Linked DNA regions of Mus musculus: region 1 is linked to region 2. Evidence: chromatin contacts called from public Hi-C data. All regions are on one chromosome and are shown on one strand. Each heading gives the region's core, a stretch centred on a gene start, on an enhancer-like site or on the middle of the called end of the contact. The rest is flanking DNA. Distances are from core to core; before and after follow the strand shown. Region 1 has its middle 24 kb from the start of Gm36817. Region 2 overlaps Efl1 (elongation factor like GTPase 1).

Region 1 (2,700 bases), core at 199-2,698, 370 kb before region 2:
ATAGCACACGCACCTGCACAAGCTCAACTTATCCCAACACCTTTGAAACCATCTTGCAGGTTCTTTTCAAAGTACCCACAGTCCTTGGGTTCAGTCTCCTGCCCCTCAACACTGCAAATGTGTATGTGTGTGCATGTGCATTTACTTGCACTCTGGTGGAAAGGATTATTAACCAAACCATTGTTAAACAGCCAAAATATAGACTGCATGCTTCTTCCTCTTTCTACTTCCCCTAACACAGAGCCGTAGCCTGTGGCAAAGTCTCCCCACACTAATCCACAAACATCATAAAACGACACCCTACTTGTTCCAAGGCATGCACAACAAATTTCAGAAGGATCCGAAGAAGGTCTCGCAGTTACTTACAGATTGCCCACCACACTATCATGTGCCTGGTGCCACCTTATTCCTGTCTCCTGCAACATCAGTCAGTATCTGTTGCATGACCCCAGGAACTCATTCAGCAAATAGGACTGCCTGAGGAAGAATGGTCTCGCCATTGGTTCTCCATTCTTGTGACTGTTCATGGCCAATGTCTTGCAGTTTTTACTAAACCAGCAGTTTTGAGGCTTACCAATGGCCTTGCACATTTACTGTAGTGCTTAGATATGATTACAGTTAGGCCTGGGCTAGGAGACAAATCCAAGGGAAAATACAGCAGATTTGGCTCAGAACAGCCCTTCCTCCCTGGTGACTCAGTGTTTGCAATTTAGCCAAGATTATTTTCTTTCTTTCTCTCAATCTGATTCTCTTCTATTACAGTGGATGCCTTCTGGGGGAGATGGAGGCTGGACGACACAACTACGGACAATCATGTTGTTACTTTTCTGAGTAGTTCTGAAGCCCGAGGACTGGACAGCTGCGCTTGCCTGGCTCATTCATGATCATTATCATCAACAACTTTTTGTTTTAAAATTAGGCTCCAAAGAGCCTATTTTAATGAATTGTTTAGGGTTGCAGTCGTGGTCTGAAGGTATTTAAAATACCTCTTGTGGGAAGAACAAATGTTTCTGAAACCCAAAATAGACAAATTGCACTGGCCTACTTTATACCAAGTCCTAACAAGGCACCAAGGATGAAAAACTTCCCCGTTTCCTTCCAGTCTTCACCAGAAATAGGAAAGTGTTGAAGTTTGCTTTGCAGTGTTCAGCCAGTCAAGGGACGACTTTCTTGAATTGTCACCTAGGGCAGCTGGCACCCAGGGCAGCTCCAAATTTTCTACACCCCACCCCCATCCCCTGCAAAGAAGGGGTAGGAGGAGACTGTAAATGATCTTTGTGCTCAAAGCTTATAAATTTACCATTGGGGAAAAAAAAGAAAAAAAATGTATCTTTGTGGGTAGGATCAATGGGTTTCCTAATGAAAAGCACGTTGCACTGCCTACCCCTAACGAGATCCCTGGGAGAGCTGGGAGCAGCCGGCCTGAGGTCTGCACAGCTTTCAAACCTAACTGCTTCCAGGTGCCCAAGGATAAGACTTGAGCTAGGCTAGTGTTCTTTTCAACCTTCTGCGGAGCTGTCTTTGTTCCTATGAGTGTAAAGTTTCCCCTCATTCCCCTTTTTATGACCACAGGTTTCTGGGTTGCCTAACACCCAATACAAGAGCACCAAAGGGCTTCGTTTCATTGTTTTGCTGGGTTTTATTGACTACATGTTTTATTCAGCTCATGCTTGCTGGGAAGAGAGGCAGTAACAGCTTACTTACACCACTCCAGTGTCTCCTTTTCTCAAGTGCCCAGCAGACTTTCATTACATCCACATGTAGATGAGAAGAGGAGGAGGAGGAGCAGGAGGAGGAGGGAGGAAGAGGAAGAAGAAGGCGAAAGGAAAGAGGAAGAAGGGGGAGGGGAAGGGGAAGAAATAGAAGGAGCAGGGTCCTTGATAAAAGTGTCAAAGCATGACCCTGTTCCTTCCTAGAGGGATCCTTGAATGTCAAGGGCTTTGCAAAGAGCAGCGATTTGTTCCCGCTGTGGGCCTGGAAGTAATGCCCCACCCCTCATTCCACACCCCTACTCCCACTCCTCACCCCATCTCTTCCTCTTTGGAGAGACTCCAAGGAAAATTTCTTATTTGCAAACTGAGGCCTCAGGAAAGTGCTTCATGATGTAGCAAGCCTCAAGGTATTCATCCAGCCTGCCAGTTTAATGGCTGACACCTCAGCAAAGACAGTATCTGGGTCTGATCTGGCAGGCCTCAGTTCATTTGTCAGAAACTGTAGAAGCTGGAGCTTCAAATCAGAGAGACTTCGGATCAAATCCCAGCTCCAGTCTCTCCTTGGTACTGTGAACAAGTTTCTTTTTTGTTTGTTTAATTGTTTGTTTTGTTTTTTTGTTTTTGTTTTTGTTTTTTTGTTTTTGAGACAGGGTTTCTCTGTATAGCCCTGGCTGTTCCAGAACTCACTTTGTAGACCAGGCTGCCCTCGAACTCAGAAATCTGCCTGCCTCTGTCTCCTGAGTGCTAGGATTTTAATCCTTTAGGCATGTGCCACCACTCCCAGCGTAAACAAGTCTCTTAATTTATCTGAGTTTCCATTTTCTGGGCCATACATAAACTGGGAAGGAAGGCACTGGCTGGATGGTTGCTGTGAATCTACTACAAGATCATCACAGAATAGTATAAGGATGCTTAGACGCACACCAGTTGGTAGCATGCTACATTTGTTTACATATTTGTCCTAATTACATTCCTATTGTTGTGATAA
Region 2 (2,700 bases), core at 27-2,526:
AAACAGGCTGGCGGCTTACACTTGCCACATCTGGTTCATCACCTGCCAGGCACAAAAAGATATTCAGTGCCACAAATGCTTACTTCAACCAAGTAACTGTTCCTATGTACTGAAGAAATAGTGAACATGAATATCTGGTCTGATAATAGAAACAATATTGATAAAAACAATGACAAAGTGAAAATATGAGGGACAATGTACCAAGTTAAGCAAAAATGTCAAATAGTTTCCACTAAGACCTTTTAGGAATGCTGTACCTCTTGGCTCATCTTCATGGGGACTTGTTTCAAGGGCACCTCCATCCTGGGTGGGTCCCTGGGATGTTTGCCCCTGGGCTGCTGCAAGCTTCTCTGCGTGCCTCTGTCTTGCCCGTTCCCGTCTCTGGGCCATTTCTTCTTGAGTGAGAGGCCTACAGGATATGTTATGATGTTATAATATATTATGATGATCACAGTATTTTATGATGTGGCAGCATCAAACACCTCTCATCTCTCTTTTGAAAACAAGTGCTCATATGACTGTAGAAGTGATGACCAGTACCAAGTACCCCACTGAGGCTTATCCAATTTCTCTCCAGCAAAAACTGTAGTGAAAGAAGGCTCTCCGGCCCACTACGTCCCCAATGGCTTGGAGCTTATGAACTGGTGCACAAGTGCCCATGGCCCCAAGTACCACCAAGTGCAGTTACACAAAGCCTTCCACAGAGTCAGTGTTTCTTCTGGTAGAGGCCAACAAGGAGAAGGAAGAGGATGGTTAACAGGCACCAAGGCTCAAAACACCCTGGAGAGTATGCAAACAGCCACTATGAAATGAGGTTTTCTTTTTAGTTCAAAAGTGTGTCATATTATTCCATTAGCAATAATGGAATAATGGTTTGTTTCTTTTTCCTTCATGAAAAGCGACTCTCATTTCTATCAGGACACAGAAAAGGTACTTAGAGACTGAGCATTTGGTTAGGAATCTGGGTTTGGAAGGCAGAAACCAGGCAAGGGAAGTGACCCAGGAGTCGTCTCCCTTTAAGCAGGCATTCCCATGAATACTCCCCACTCCCTGCACGTTTAACCCCAGCACTGAGTAGCAGCAGTCCTGGCCCTGGAGTTGGTAGACCGTGGCATACCCACCACTGTATTGGCTGAACATCCAGACGCTCAAGCATAAGCTTGAGCAACAGGGGCAGAGCTGCACTACACTGTCTGCCTCCCTCCACACTGTCTCTTGCCTTTGACATTACACTTTCTATTTCACTCTGTAAACCATACTGTGAAACCAGCCTCAGTCTCATCTCCCACACTGCCTTGCTTCCTTCCTCTTTCTCTTACAGCTCCAGAGGCTACAGATAGGCTACACTGTGCACATAGATAGGTACTGGGCACAGGCACGGTTGGCCTGTCTTCTAAGGAGCCACATGCTCCTGGAGCTAATGATATCCTACCTCAGACTGTTCACTGCTGTGCTCTTCAGGATCCTGCCAGCTAGATGGAAACTCGTGCTATCTATCTTCCAGACCCAGGATCTGGGCCTCTGAGCCAGACCCCGCTCACTATAGGTAGTCAAAGTGAGAGACCTCAGATCACTGGCCAGAGACTGACCATCCCTGCAGGAAATGGCTCCTCTTCATGGGAACCTCTAAACGCCTGTAAAGACAGGATGCACACTGCTTCCTTACAACGGTAAGCTACAGATGCTGTTCTGCCTTCTGCAGCAGTGTCTGATTTGTCCACTTCCTGCCTCCTTCTTTGCCATCATCAACAGCCATATCTTCCACTCCTGCTCTTCTGGCCCAAGCTACATACTTCCTCTGCAAGTTTATTTGACTCAGTCTTTTGCTAAAAGAATGCCCAAGAATAAAATCCGTGATTGGCAGTACACATGTGTAATCCCAATGCCAGGGAAATGGAAGACAGAGGAATCCCAGCCTAGCCTAATTGCCGAGCTCCAGATCAGTGAGAGATCTGTCTTTAAAACAAAAACAAGGTGGACAACATCTGAGGAATGACACAGATAAAAGCTTAACTGATAAATACACACACACACACACACACACGCTCATACTCATACACACACACAAGTATATGAAAGTATGAACTGAAACACAAATGCAGAACACAGTATTCACTGTTACTATCACTTAAGAGTCGAGGAGTCTGGAGAGAACTGCTCTCCCTAATGGGCTCATCATTGGTCTGTCCTCCGTGCTTACCACTGTACATGTAGTACAGCACAGTAACCATCACAGCAGTTAAGGGACGCACACTGTACATCACCACTTCACACACAGGAAGACAGAGACTTAGGAAGCTTAAGAAAGTTGACTCAAAGTTTAATGGATACTATATGAGCCACAATTCAAGTGTAATTTGTTGGGTCCAAACTCCACAGTCACCATCTTCCAGTCAGTAAAAATTAAAAATCACCATCTTAAGAAAAAGAAATTTAATTTTAGCTTTGGTTAAAAAAAGAAATATAATTTTATTAAATACTAAAGCCCAAGTTCATGGCATGGCACAGAATCACCATTAAGTTGATATTGGTACTGTACCCCCATAGTCTTGGAACTCAGTAGACTGCCAAGTTTGAGGCTAGGAGGTTGTTTGCTTGTTTGTTGTTTGTTTGTTGTTTGTTTTGGACAACTTAATACAAGCCAGGGTCATCTGTGAAGAGGAAATCCCAATTAAGAAAATGCCTGTAGGTGAGTCTCTG

Evidence for each region. Hi-C and Micro-C count contacts between places; a contact is called where the count stands out from the background.
Region 1: a contact with region 2 is called in a Hi-C map of bone marrow-derived macrophages, with 19 read pairs. The contact joins two enhancer-like sites. A contact is called at or near these places in 1 of 484 Hi-C or Micro-C datasets (bone marrow-derived macrophages), 1 of 115 datasets of contacts at active chromatin or transcription factors (embryonic stem cells) and 1 of 9 other capture datasets (embryonic stem cells).

The regions. Positions count from the first base shown.
Region 1 is chr7:83,059,774-83,062,473 of GRCm38.p6, reverse strand. No RefSeq gene overlaps it. Among named protein-coding and RNA genes, the nearest start is that of Gm36817, 24 kb to the right of the region's middle. Within about 2 kb of position 1,448, at least 61 of the 459 cell types and tissues checked have an H3K27ac peak or open chromatin away from gene starts, as enhancers often do. A contact at or near this core is called in bone marrow-derived macrophages, where this site is marked.
Region 2 is chr7:82,690,172-82,692,871 of GRCm38.p6, reverse strand. It overlaps Efl1 (elongation factor like GTPase 1), which reads right to left. Exons shown (of 20, transcript NM_175317.3): 13 at 258-409; 14 at 1-42. Among named protein-coding and RNA genes, the nearest start is that of Efl1, 43 kb to the right of the region's middle. Within about 2 kb of position 1,276, at least 95 of the 459 cell types and tissues checked have an H3K27ac peak or open chromatin away from gene starts, as enhancers often do. A contact at or near this core is called in bone marrow-derived macrophages, where this site is marked.